Linked DNA regions of Danio rerio: region 2 is linked to region 1. Evidence: chromatin contacts called from public HiCAR-type data. All regions are on one chromosome and are shown on one strand. Each heading gives the region's core, a stretch centred on a gene start, on an enhancer-like site or on the middle of the called end of the contact. The rest is flanking DNA. Distances are from core to core; before and after follow the strand shown. Region 1 has its middle 42 kb from the start of gpr173. Region 2 overlaps wasb (WASP actin nucleation promoting factor b).

What was found. HiCAR-type assays count read pairs that join an accessible place to other places.
Region 2: a contact with region 1 is called in a HiCAR-type map of caudal fin, with 5 times the contacts expected there. The contact joins two enhancer-like sites. A contact is called at or near these places in 9 of 18 Hi-C or Micro-C datasets (caudal fin, embryo, fibroblasts and 3 more) and 1 of 4 datasets of contacts at active chromatin or transcription factors (caudal fin).

Annotation. Positions count from the first base shown.
Region 1 is chr8:25,348,445-25,356,051 of GRCz12tu, forward strand. No RefSeq gene overlaps it. Among named protein-coding and RNA genes, the nearest start is that of gpr173, 42 kb to the left of the region's middle. Within about 2 kb of position 6,212, at least 2 of the 62 cell types and tissues checked have an H3K27ac peak or open chromatin away from gene starts, as enhancers often do. A contact at or near this core is called in caudal fin, where this site is marked.
Region 2 is chr8:25,452,039-25,458,545 of GRCz12tu, forward strand. wasb (WASP actin nucleation promoting factor b) reads right to left here. Exons shown (of 12, transcript NM_199938.1): 12 at 2,463-2,692. The coding sequence ends at 2,637. It also overlaps a transcript of sema3gb not described here. Among named protein-coding and RNA genes, the nearest start is that of wasb, 18 kb to the right of the region's middle. Within about 2 kb of position 2,118, at least 2 of the 62 cell types and tissues checked have an H3K27ac peak or open chromatin away from gene starts, as enhancers often do. A contact at or near this core is called in caudal fin, where this site is marked.

The DNA.
Region 1 (7,607 bases), core at 4,962-7,461:
TTTGTTAATATTAATTGTCAATACTTTGTTAATAATCTTTCTTATAACATTACTGTTGCATAAGTATTTTACATACATAGTCATATATGCAAATTGTAGGTTTTTATTTTTATATACAGTGGTGGTTATAAAATGATGTATTTCTGACTGTTATTTTGTATGTATTTTATTATACCTGATTAAAATGAAATAGCAACAATATGTTAGAATATTCAAAATTATTCTGATTACAATATCGAGACCAATAGACCAAACTACAACCTGACCAGGAGAGGGCATCTGCGTGTGCTCACAGTTTTTGGGTGTGGTAATTCTGTAACAGAGCAGACAGACTAAAAAAAAAGACAAAAGAAAAAACATAAACAAATATGAAGGAATGAGGGGCAAAGAAAATTCACATGTTAATTCACATAATCTAAATCAGTCTATTGCACTGCAAGTATTTTCAGAACTGAGTGACTGATGCAGACAAGAGGAGACTATTAAATCAATTATATATCTTAATAAATTTCTCTCAATGTTGGTTTGAAGAATTACCGAAGACTTCCATCATATTTATGCTTCTTAATCTTCCTAAAATGTGCAAATGGAAGTCTGTGTTGCCCTTGTGTAACTGAATCCATGGTGCAGTCTAAATAGGTGGAGAGTAAATCTGCATCTGATCTCCTGTGGTTCTCTGTTTGTCTTCCAGCTTGATGGGAACATATCCATCCCTCATTGTGCTCCTCTGCCACCGCAGGCTTTTGTTCACCATAACATTCCTGTGCCACTATGCCATTGATGGTGGTTGGCACTGGATTCTGATGAAAAATGAATATTAGTTTTCTGGATATGTGTGAAGCCGCCTTGATGTGGCAGTTGTAGTCTAGAGCAAAATTTAGTTTTTTGGATGATTTCCAATTAAAACCACGTACTATATTAATAATTGCTTAGATAGTTTTGTTTTAAGTAAGAAAAAGCATCGTTAATTTTCATATGGTTACTTACATAAACATGCCAATATATAATACAGATAGTTGAATTGTTTTATAATCTTACCTGTAGGTCTACGTCATCATTCACGACACGCCTCATTACGCGAATTATCATAGCTGGGCCCTACTTCAGTTTTACGATAAATAGTGCTGGTTAGTGTACAAAACCGTGAACTTGTGGTTGACATAGTATAAGGCATTTTTGGGTTTTATATGTAACACAAATATGGTTAATTTTTGTAGGGCAGTAAAGTTTATGAAAAACGTAAAATAAACAAAAACGAAAGTTCTTCGTCACTTCTATCGGGTAAGTAAAGCACAAGATGGCCCCAAGCAGCTGTCTTTCAGTGTGCAGTAGCGCGGTGTGACGCTAAAATATAGTTATGTCAAGTTTCGATGCACTTAAAAACGTGCTGATCAAAATTTTCTCATAAGGAGTCATTTATCTACAAATAAGTAAGTACAAACAAATACTCTGCTTTCTTTTGTTAATTTGTCTGTTTCTTTTTGGCATAATATTTGGCTGACAGTGACAACTAATCACAAAAAGCTTCTTATTGTCCAAACATTAATCTTAATTGTAAAGTTATTAGGAACTACATTAGAAACTAGCCTAAAAAATGATAAATAGCATCAATACCCTGTAATTGAATCTCAAAACGTTTAGAATATTATGGCTGCATCTGAAGTTAGGCTATATAAAGCAAGCAGGCAAAACAGTATTTGACAAAAATATAGGCTATCTCTGAATTCACAGTAGGCTACTCTTGGAAAAGTAAACAAAAAGTTCTGTTGGCACAAATGCCCTGTTGATGCCAAAGTCTAAGAAGAATGGCCAGACTGATTCGAACTGATAGAAATTATACTCCTTTACCACTTATTACAATCGAGGTACGCAGAAGAGCACTTCTGAACACACTACATGTCGAACTTTGAGGCAAATGGGCTACAGCTGAAGAAGACCACACCGGGTGCCAACTCTTTCATCTTAGAACAAGAAACTGATGAAACAGTATGTTGTATTTGCACAGGCTCACCAAAAGTGGACAATAGAAAACAGAAAATATAAAACAATGGAAAATGTTGCCTGGTCTGATGAGTCTCGATTTCTGCTGCGAAATTCAAATGGTAGGGTCAGGATTTGGTGTCAACAACATGAAAGCATGAAACCATCCTGTCTTGGATCAACGGTTCAGGCAGGTGCTGGTGGTGTTATGGTGTAGGGGATATTGTTTCCTGGCACACTTTGGGCCCATTAGTACCAATTGAGCATCGTGTCAAAGCCACAGCCAACCTGAGTTTTATTGATGACCATGTCCATCACTTTAAACCACAGTCTACCCATCTTCTGATGGCTACTTACAGCAGGATAATGCACCAAGTCATAAAGCGCGAATCATCTCAGACTGGTTTCTTGAACATGACAATGAGTTCACTGTACTCAAATGGCCTCCACAGTCACCAGAACTCAATCCAATAGAGCAAATTTGGGATGTGGTTGATTGAGAGATTCATATCATGGATGTGCAGCCGAAAAATCTGCAGTTATCATATCAATATGGACCAAAATCTCTGAGGAGTATTTCCAGTATACCTTGTTGAATCTATTCCATGCATGAAGGATTAAGGCAGTTTCTAAAGCAAAATTATATATATAATATTTATATATTTTTTGTTAGTCCCATAGCTGTTTAAAAAAAATGAAGGCAAAAATTCAAAATTCTCTGATCTGGAACGGCACAGATAAAAAAAAAAATCAATGTTTGTTTTTAAAATATGCTGTTTTTGATGTTTACCGAAGCTAAAGAAAAGGATATTCCCCTGATTTTACTGCACAGTTTTCCAGCTGTCTCTACGGGACTCCTCATGCCTGCTGATAATTTTATTGGTTCAGCACTGATCTGACAACATATTTCAAACACATTTTTTTTCACTTGTTTCCATGGCCTTGAGTCCTGCAGATGTATTATGATGAAAAATAAGCAGTTGACAGCCGCGGGCTACAGAGTAAGCTGGACCCTAATTACACCTGGAGCATTTCCTTCAGAACAGTCCTCATTACAGCGGCCTCTGGACAGCCTCACTGTTTCTGACAGCTGCCTCTCTCTGTGTCAGGTGCTTATTACTTGCTTTTCCTCCCCCTGTTGACTTCCAGTGCCAAACAGGTGTCTCAACCCCTGCATCCAGTGTGTTATACCACTGCTGTGTTTTCATTACCTGAGTCTCCCATAGAGAAATGCAGCGGAAACAGAGGATGCTATGTCTTTCGGGGACTTTCTGAAAAATTTTACAGCCAGAGAAAACATTCAGCTTTAATAGGCAGTGTCCTCTTTTAGTGTTTTTCCAGATGAGATAGTTGAGTGTAATCACAGCTCTATTCTTTACCCTCAAAATAGGTGTGCTTTGGTCGAAAGTGTGTCATCTCTGAGCTTTTTCCAGATGCAAATGTTATGAATGCAGAATGCTCTATAATTTTGGTTTCAAAGTATTGCATTGGAGTGCAGACACCTAAAATAATTCACGTGCATTTGAATAAACTGTGCTGGTTAACCGATTACTTGTCATCTGGATTACGTAATCAGATGTTAATACCTGTAATTATATTCCATTTTAAAATTATCATAATCTGAACACAGTTACTTTTTATGATTTATATACAAGGTGGGCCATTTATATAGATATACACTAATAAAAAGGCAATGGTTAGTGATATTAACATCCTGTTTGTGGCACATTAGCATATGTGAGGGGGCTTGTAAATAACTAATGAAAGAATAAAGTTATGTTTAAAACCAAGCACACCATTGTTTTTCTTTTGAAATTCCCAATAAGTTTATTAAGGTGTATCCATATAAATGGCCCACCCTTATTGCATATTATTGACCCAATAGCAGTAAACTATTAATAATTTATAGAATTTCAATAGTTCCTCTTTGTAACTTGCCAGTGGCCCACTGGGGGCCCATTTGAGATTACAATGTTGTTTCATCAGATTTTTTATTAACAAACTATTACTGTTATATTAATACTTATATTATTGAAATTATAAATTCCAAATTCATCAGTGAAATCCATTTTACAATTGCATTACTTTGAAACATTTTATGAGCTCTGCCCCCTTATGAACAGTATCAAGATGTACATGATTTATATGAGATATAATTATATTCATGTAAGATTCATTTGATCAAAAGTGATTATACTATTTTAAAAATAAAACCCAAGTGTGACAGAATAAAATACCTAAAATAAATAATTTTGTTGATTACATGATTATAAAAGTACTAAGCCATTTTTATTATTCAATTTGTAAGCACTCAATGTAACTCAATTGTTATCAATGACTGTTATTGGCCATGAAGGTCATCAGAACTCACCTCTGTTTACTGAGTGTAACCACAGATACAGGAGCACTGAAGCGTTGTTGAAACTTGTTTTTCTATAAGCTGACATATGAGGGATCTGCTGATGAATCGCATGATTTAAAACGCTCCAGTGTCCCTGTCTCTGTGGTTACACTCAGTAAACAGTGGTGAGTTCGGTCAACCAATGACCTTCACTGCCACTCACAGTCATTTCTGTTGAGCACATAAACACAATGCAAATTAGCACTATTTAAGAACGTGCTTCACAGCACTCAAATGTTAGCGGCAAATGGAAATTTTTGAATGTTTACAAATTTCAGTACCGATTAGGATCGAATTTCAGTATCGTGACTAGGCATGGGCCCGTATAAGATCTTCACGGTATGATAACCTTGGTTAAAAATGTCTTTACAGTATTGTAATCACTGCTATAAAATTGATTCTTTTTAAATGTCTGGGTAAAATACTAAAATGTTTTCCCCTTTGAACACAATATATTTTATTTTGAGAAACATTTAAAATATTTTGGAGGAGTAAACATGTCAGGATAAATAGTCCAAATGAATCATTGACTTCTGCTGTCTTCGTTTATTTCAAAAACACAGATTTTATTACAATTTAAATCGGCATCTTTAAATATCTTTTCTGCTGGAGACACTGTTGTTCTAAAAAATGAAGAAAAAAAATGTAATACAAAAATCTTACACATACCTTAGGAACAGTATATTAGAAAATTTTGGTGGTTTTAAAACCTTGACTTTTCCAAACCGCGGTATACCTTGAAAATGTTTATCGTCCCAAAAAATGCATAATAGTCACAAAAAATGTAATCAAAATGAGTGATGTATACATATACTTAAACCGCCAAGGGGTCACTGGATATCTCATGAGTTATAGCTTTGTCAAATTAATCAAGAAATTGACCTCAAGTAGCCAAAATTTTTCGTATGGAGCTAGACCTTAAAAATCTCTTCATCTGAAAAACAGATATCATGTCGGAAATCCAGTTCTGGAATGAAGGAGATGAAGATGATTTGCACTTGTTAAGCAAAAGTCGTTTAGCCACGACCATGCCTTGCATCTTGCTTTGTTTTGAGGGAGAGAAGACGTATTTTGTTAGAAGCCAAAGATGGCAAGGTTGGCATCTGGTAGAAAAGGTCTGCTATAAGCCTTGGAGTATCAGTCAAATATGTTTGTCCAAAATCTATTGAGTCAGGGACAGAGCCAAAAGGTGTGAGCAACTGTGTTCTCTGCTGTCTTGTATCTATCGCACATTGGTGAGACAGAAAGATTGTACAGTATGTGGCTTGGATTTAGAGTAGTATAGGCGATGTATGACCTTGAATTGAATCATAAGCATGACTATATTGAAGTCGAACAATTGTCCCATCTTATAGAGGATACTGTAACACAACTTTCAAATAAACACAAATTTAGAAATAAGATGTTTAGAATCAGGGGGGTTCGTAAAGGTATCATAAAACACATGTTTGTCTGGTTTTAAATTCGGAATTTTAGACTTCACAAAATAACAGAAAATGTGTATGAAAAGTTTGTGGTTAAACTCATCAAGGCAAATATCAGAAAGCACTGCACAATTTCTGATTCAGATCCAATTTGTTCCTCAGAACATGAGAGAAACTATTTCATCTAGTCATAAAGCACAAAAGTGAATGTCTCACACTTCATTATAGAGACAAGAAAGACTCACCAGGGAACTGGCCTTGTAGATTTTTTTCACCTCCGTCTCGTCGCTACCTGACAACTTCTCGTCTTGGAGACATGCAAACGCTCGACACAGAGCCAACGGCTGGTATGTTTGACAGGCCGGGACAGAGATAAGGAATAGCGTAAATGACACCCCTTCAACTAAACCACATCATAGAGAAGACGTAAATCACTCAGCACCTGTAAAACCTCATGCAAGCAGCTGCACTATAAAACTTCATCATTCTCATTTGCTGGGCAGAAAAGGCATTGGAAAGTGTCCCGAAAGTGAAATGATTTATCAGACACATTAACTGATTTGTGATTCAAAAGAGATGCTAAAACGTCCCCATTCACTAGAGTCTGGAAAAACACATGTATCCTGAATTTATTTGTTAATAATCTTTGTATGTGTCTCTGCTCTGTCAAGTGTTTCTGAGTTTGTACTGCTGTGGGCCCCACATTGGACATACCGACCGTAAAGCATCCGTATTCTCTGGTCTCAGCAGGAGGCCGCAGGCAGTAGTTTTCTGGTAAGTTCAGGACTCTTTCTTTACAATGTAAGCAGGATTATGAGGCTAAAGGCCACTCTTTACTTTTGGCCTGCCTGTCTATTTATCTTCCTAAAAATGGCTTTTTGCTAACAATACTCCCACACCTTCTTCAAATATGATCATTGCGGTTTTGTGGACTTTCCAAAAAGGATTTATTTATTTTTTTAATACACATGGTTTTATAATTTAAAAAAAAAAATTGTATTTATTTTTGTTTTGTATATGGATATAGTAGAACTTGTTATAAACGATAACATGTGCACTTTATTAATATGTGTCCATTTCATTATTTTGTAAAAATATATTTGCCCTCATGATCTTCAATCCAAAATCTTCCCCTTTGAAACAACTTCTCTTCACTTTTGGACACATGTAATGCATAGCTTCCTCCGTTTTGTTAGCAACTGCCATCTTCCAACAATCCAATTTGTTCCCAAAGGACGAAATCAAGCACCACCCTACATTTTTTTTTCTCGTTTCAGAAATAGTTTTAAGGGATGTACCGTTGACACCATCTAAATGCTGTTTCATTCTGACTTTAAAATCATTTATCTACACTGATGAAACACAATATGTTTATCACATTATATGGACAAGAAGCACTGCATTATATTATCTTTACCCGCGACATGTCTTTAAATTATTTTTATTTACCACAGTATTTTTAAATTGCTCAGCTGCTGGTCTTTGCAACTAAACTAAACGAATGCTGAGGTCTATTTAACTGACTCTATTTTGATTAAATCAACTTCAGTGTTGCCAGATTGGGCGGTTTTGAATTTGATTGTGTGTCAAACAAATCATCATTTCAAGAGTTGCCAAGTGAATTATTTTTAGGCTTACCAGAATTACTGGAGACACATTGGTGCACAGCTAATTGATATTCTTAAAACTAACAGAATGAAACCAACATCTTCAATACTATGGTTTAATTTCACAGGAAATTTAATGCAAAGAATTTATAAACTATTTAAATATCATTTTTAAACAAATAAATCTAAAATATA
Region 2 (6,507 bases), core at 868-3,367, 100 kb after region 1:
TTTCTTTGGTGTTGAATGTTGAGCTAAACAGAAACTTCCTAATTGTGGTGGCTTCTCAAAATATTTCCTCTTTGTATTTACAGATGTTAGTGTAGGTTCACGTTAATGTGATTGTTTGTGATAAATATTATTTTATTATCATGGTATTCTGGGGTTCGGGAGTTCTAATAGGTGTTTTTTAAAGCAATAACAATAAACTGCTGTTTTTGTTTTTATCTGTTTATTTATTTTTCAGTTTGTTTGTTTGCACTGTATACTCAAAAATGTTTTGTTTTTTTTTGCTTGTTCAAACTACTTATTTAAAAACAACACAACTCTTCATATTAAATTTGGACAACTTAATTTTTTATGTTCAATTCACATAAATTTGTTAAAAGTGTTAAGTTTATTTAATTGATTTGTGTTAGGACAACATGAAGGAATTGTGTGGTCAAAAATGCAGGGTTCCACACAATTCCTTCATGTTGTCCTAACACAAATCGATTAAGTCAACTTAATTGTTTTTACAAACTTAAGTTAATTGATCATTGCAATTAAGCTGTTCCCCCAAAAATTTCACGATTTGTGTTGATTCAGCTCATTATAAAGTAGTTTAAACAATCAGAAAAAAAATATTTTATTTGAGTTTTTTTGGCCACCCAAATTTATATATAGACATAACTAAAATTAAGTTATGGAAACTAGCCAAATTAAGTTGTGGAAACTGAAAAAGTTGTGCTAAAAACCAGTTATGACAACCAATAATTAAGTTAATGATTAGAAAAATTAAGTTGGGATAGGCGTAACTTAAAATGTGGTTGCAAAAAAAGTTAAATTGTGATAACTAATAAATTAAATTGTAAGAATCAAGAAAAATTTAATTGTCAAAAGTAAAAAGAAATATTAATGCAGTTATATAAAAATAAGTTCATAGTTAGCTTGAGAAAGTGAGTCACATGACCAAAAAACTGTGACGTTATATGTGTCCATATGCGGATTTATTTTTGTTTAAACTGTTGTAAAAAAATCAACTCATTTGTGAATTAGAAACTGCACTCTTGCTTGTGTGACGTCAGATAACAATTTCATAAAAATACATAAAAACGCTATTTATTAAACCCAATGGTTGTTAAAAATATTTGGCGCCTTGTTGGGTTATTTTTAACTTTTATTGAGTTATTTACTTTATCAGTCAACTGATTGAACATACAGGACAGCTGTCTTAATATGTGTGGGTAATGTTGTTTTTGCGTTATAAAGTTATAAGCTCTAACGCAAAAAAAAATTTATTTGTTAATAAAATACCTCTCCGTGTCGTGTTTTTGTATTTCGCACTCATAATTATTGATGACACAAACGCGCGATCACTATAAAACGGATAAAAACGCTTTCTCTACCTCCCATTATAGTCGCTACAGTTTTGAAGAAAATGATACAAATATTTGGGATATTCAGTTCAGTTGTCATCCTTACCTGCAGCACCCAGACATCAACCCGGCGTAGCATCCAGTTGGTGAATATTGCCTTTTTATTAAAAACACTGTCCTTTCACTAATACAATTACAACAAAATAATTTTTTGTCCAACAAAGAAACAAACGGTTTCTGATTCTGTCGCCATGTTTTCTATTATGACTGATAAACATGAGAAAATACATGCTTAATCTTCGTGAAAAACTAGGCCATTTAGAGACGTCGTCCATTTCAAATTCCACTTTGAGAACCCAGCAAGCATTTTGTGTGTTTTTTTTTTTAAGATGTCTAATAGACATCTTAACATAGTCGGCTCAGCTAAAAGAAGGATAAATTTGGGCTTTCGATGAAAATCTAATATACGTAAAACTAGACTATTAAATATACTGAAATGAATGACCACATATAGTCTGTCTAATCTGCCGACTTTTGTGCTATTAAACGTCCATTAGATTTTTACTGACAGCTCAAGTTTTTCCTTGTTTAAGCCAAGCTGTATATGTTTAGATGTTTATTAGACGTCTATTAAACACAAAAATGTTTGCTGGGAGGCCTTATCAATCTAATTAAATTAATATAAACATACTTTTTATTTTAAACCCTTGTTATCCTGTGTATTTTCATGCTAGTCCTGTAGGGGGAGGTCCCATGTAAGCCTCCGATTTTCAGCACATGGCTGCACAAAAGTTGATCTATCTTACTTTGACAAGAATAACATTAATAGGTTTGTAGTTAAGGGAGAGATATTTTGGAACCAAACAGTTGCTGAGTTAAAAGTATGTGCACGGAGGAGGAATCATACAACATAAAGCTGTGGTTAGGCTTGGCAATGCTACAGTTTGGATGAAATCTTACACCAATCCTGCTTTGGCCTAACTTAAGTTCCGTCTTCAAAAAAATGTACTTAAACTGAACTTTTGCTGAGCTACTGTGAAGTGAAAGCAGGATGTGAAGACAAACCAGCCTTTGAAACAACTGAGACGCCGCAGACAGGCTTGAAATCTAGTCAAGTTTGGTTTATGCTGCTTTATTGGATTTCTAGCAGATCAGATTCAGCGCTACTTTAATCTGGAATAACCTCAGGATTTCATGCCTTTTGTTTAAATAATTTGTGTGGAGAATCAGCTTTATCATCTCGTTGTTTTGATTTAGATGCTATGTGTGAACCAGTAGCAGTGAGAAGCATTAGTCATCCCATTCATCATCTTCTTCTTCTTCGCCCCCATCATCCTCTTCGTCTTCTGAAGAAAGCAAAAGATCAACATTACTACACTGTGAACAAAATATATATGATCAATAAATCCTGACAGCATATATTTTAGATCATTGAAGCTTATTAAACTAAGTTGATCAAGTTCTAACTTAATTTTATAAGCTTTGCAAGCTGTTTTAGGTCAGTTTAACTTAATATAAGTTCAATGGACTCCTAAGGTTAATTTAATTCAGCTTAAAAATTTAAGGCAACCAAGAATTTTTTTTACAGTGTATCGGAATTATGAGCAGATACAAACATTTAAAGAAAGTAGTAGGGCTGTTTGCATATGTATAGACATAAAAATTATTTTTTTTCATAAAAAGATAAATAAATACATAAACGTAATATATGTAAGGGATAGTCAATGGATTACCATGCGATTTTAAATGACAATACAGAAGCAAAATATTAAAATCCATTAACCCATAGCAAGCTGTTGATTATCTTATTAACTCCATGGTAATTTGCTAAGTTATAAACACATTAAAGCTAGTTTTGCATAATGTGTGACAAAATTTTGGTCAATTATGACATGTTAGATCTCCTAGTCCTTACATTAAATCAGCAATCACATATAGACAGAGAGGGAATATGCGTCTGAGAGAGAGAGATCATGCAAATTAGTGTTTCTCAACCACGTTCCTGGAGGAACACCAGCTCTGCACATTTTAACCAATAACCTGATTCAGATCATCAGCTCATTAGCTGAACAACTGAAGGAGCTGTAATGTGTGGAACAGACAAAGGACACATCCAAAACATGCGGTGTCAATGGTCTTCCAGGAGCGTGGTTGAGAAACAATGATGTAAATGACACTGGCATATCTTCGTCAACTGACCGAGCTGCTATGGTTACTATTAAGTATTGAGGAAAGTGTTTACTTCAAATTGGGATCAGAACTGACTGGAACAACCTGTGCATTGGATGATTTTATTGCACACCTTCCAGCCAATAAGAATCAAGAATTTCAACAGACCTTGGAATTCACTCTCTTCAAAGTTTATTCATGTCATGAACTAAATCAATTTTGTTAAAGATTTGTGAATTTAGCACAATTGCAGAGACATTGGTTCTGTATTTTTAAGGGAAAGTGAAACAGCAATGGAAAACCCATTTAAGTTAAAAGGGGGCTGCTTAATTTTTGCAGTGGTGGTGGGAAAATCTGTCAAGAACAGACTAAATGCTACAGTCATAAATGGGGTTGGGCAAAGATACATTGAAATGTATTTTAAAATCAAATACAAAAATACTTTGTTTAAGTGTATCAAAAAAAAACTACAAAACACAGCAACATGTAAAATACAGTATTTTTGTGTTTTAAAAATACCACAACATTTTTTAAAAGGAGCATGATATCAGTCCCTATACTATTAAACTGACTCTTCAATACTCTTGAAGAGAGTATTTTTCTATTTTGTTGATAAACTCTTCATATACTATATCCTGCTCCTGTCAGGTTTTAGGAGATTATTAAACATGTTTTATATGTTGTGTCACTTTGACATCTTTAGGCATAACTATTTCCTCTTCATTTACTATGTGCAATTATAACTGATGTTCAACCTTACTGCTATTCAAAACAGTTAATGAAGTATTGTTGGTAAGCGCCACTGTGGAACTTACTTTTATGTTGATTGTTTTAAAGACAAACGTTTGGCATTAGCAGTCCATATTATTTGCACAGTATACTCTTTCTCCAAATATTTTGTATTTTTTCAGGTATTCTTTAAATGGAAGAGTTAATTATGTCCAAAGCATCTATAGATCATTTTGAGAGATGTACACAATAACAATAGTCCTAATATATTTCCTGTTATACATTTAATTATAATTTCAAGTTAATTTCTATAGCTTTCTGGCATTCAAAACGTTTTAAATATTGATACATAATGTTATGGTGCTGTTTTAACGTAAAGTTATGGTTGGATTCCCCTTTTTACAGTTATGAAATAGTTTGACAATAAACAGGAAATGTTCAACGGCATTACCACATTAAAATGGTCTCTATGAGGTCACCATGTAGACGTCTTACAAAGTATTTTACAGGATTTTAAAAATACACAAATACAAGACACTAAAATATTTTGAAACAAAATATGAAGCCATCTACATTAACCCTATCAAATACAAATACTTATTTTGTATTTAAAATACGTATTTGAAATACTTGTATCATAAAAACTGCCCATCCCTGGTCATAAATACATAAATCTAACCCAAGCCCAAGACTGAGTTGCTTTTTAAATAGACAGCAAATCTGGACCCTTTAACAGAACATGGTAGTGTTAAAATTGTAATTGTTTTGTATTGTTTTTTTAAAAGTATTTATACTTTTAACACTATAAATTGTCTATTATTTCAATAATTTATGGTAAATTATTTCATGCAAATGCACAAGATCAGAAATACAAGCTCAAGCAACACCTTCCTGAAAACCCACAGTGTTTTTTTTTTGCCATGTTTTTAGTTTTTAGTTTCAACATAGAATTCACATTTTTACAATTGCCCCTTTTTTACACACATTTTGTACAAGTAACTTTAATCTTTGAAGTTTATGTTTATGTTAAATACTTCCATTGAAAATTGAATAGTGCTATTTCGAATTAAGTGATTTAAAAAACAGTTGCATATGTTTTTAAAATGCACACACGCATCAGTTTTACCTCAATATATATATATATATATATATATATATATATTGGGGTGTAACGATTTATCGTTGTACGATTTATTGCGATGCAAAAATGTCACAATATGCATCATGGCGTTATGACGATTTGATTACGATATGACGTCCGTTTTCTCTTATTAGTTGAGCTGTTTGCACATGAGCTACGTTCCACCTGCTGTCGCACGTGAGTTCAGATTGCAGCAGCAGTAATGTTAGCAGACCAAGATGAGTGGAGTTGAAATAGAGGATGGCCTATCCTCTCAAAATCAGACGTCAGGCAATATTTCGGTTGTACAGTCATTGCTTTAGACTCGTCCGCTTTTTGACACGCATACTGGGTCAAACATAGGCTAAGTTTTAAAGTCTTCACAGTGATTTACATACTTTGCACAGCGACATGGATACTTCCTAATGGTGTTGAAAGAGTCACATACTGTATTTATAAGGTACAATTCACCCAAAAATATCATTCTGTCTTCATATAATGATGTATTGGCGGCCGCAAAATCACACATGACGTGAGCTGTTACTACAGAGGGCGGACTCTGCGCGCGCGTCTGCTTCAGTGAACAGAACCTGCAGGTATGACTAACAGGTAATAAAGTAGTAAACAACATTCAGTTTGTGGAACAGAGTGATCGTTCAGGAGCCGCGAGGGAAGTATGAACAGCAGTGGAAATGAAACCGAAAACGTACACATTATTTAAATAATCATATTGCATTTTAGAGTTATGATTACGACGAGCATGAATTCTGTTGAGTACAGAAGTACACAAAAATGCACGTCAACATGATACACTTAATAGCGCCGACATCAGCGACGCCAAAGAAATAGTAAACCTGCCTAAACTGCTGAAAAGAGCCACGACTGTCCTGTGTAATGAAAAGACGGCCACCCTGTCACTCATCATGCCCAACATGAAGACAGCCATCCATAAAAACCTCTCAGACAGATACACATCAGTTCAGGATTATTTTATAGAACTCCTGATTACCTGGAAATGTAGATTGCACAAACAAAAAACGCAAGTGACCAAGCAAAGCCTTAAGCTCTTACTGTTAAATTCAATTGAATTGAATAATTTCAATAATATTTTATAAGACGTTTTTAAATTGTTTTATTTTCCAG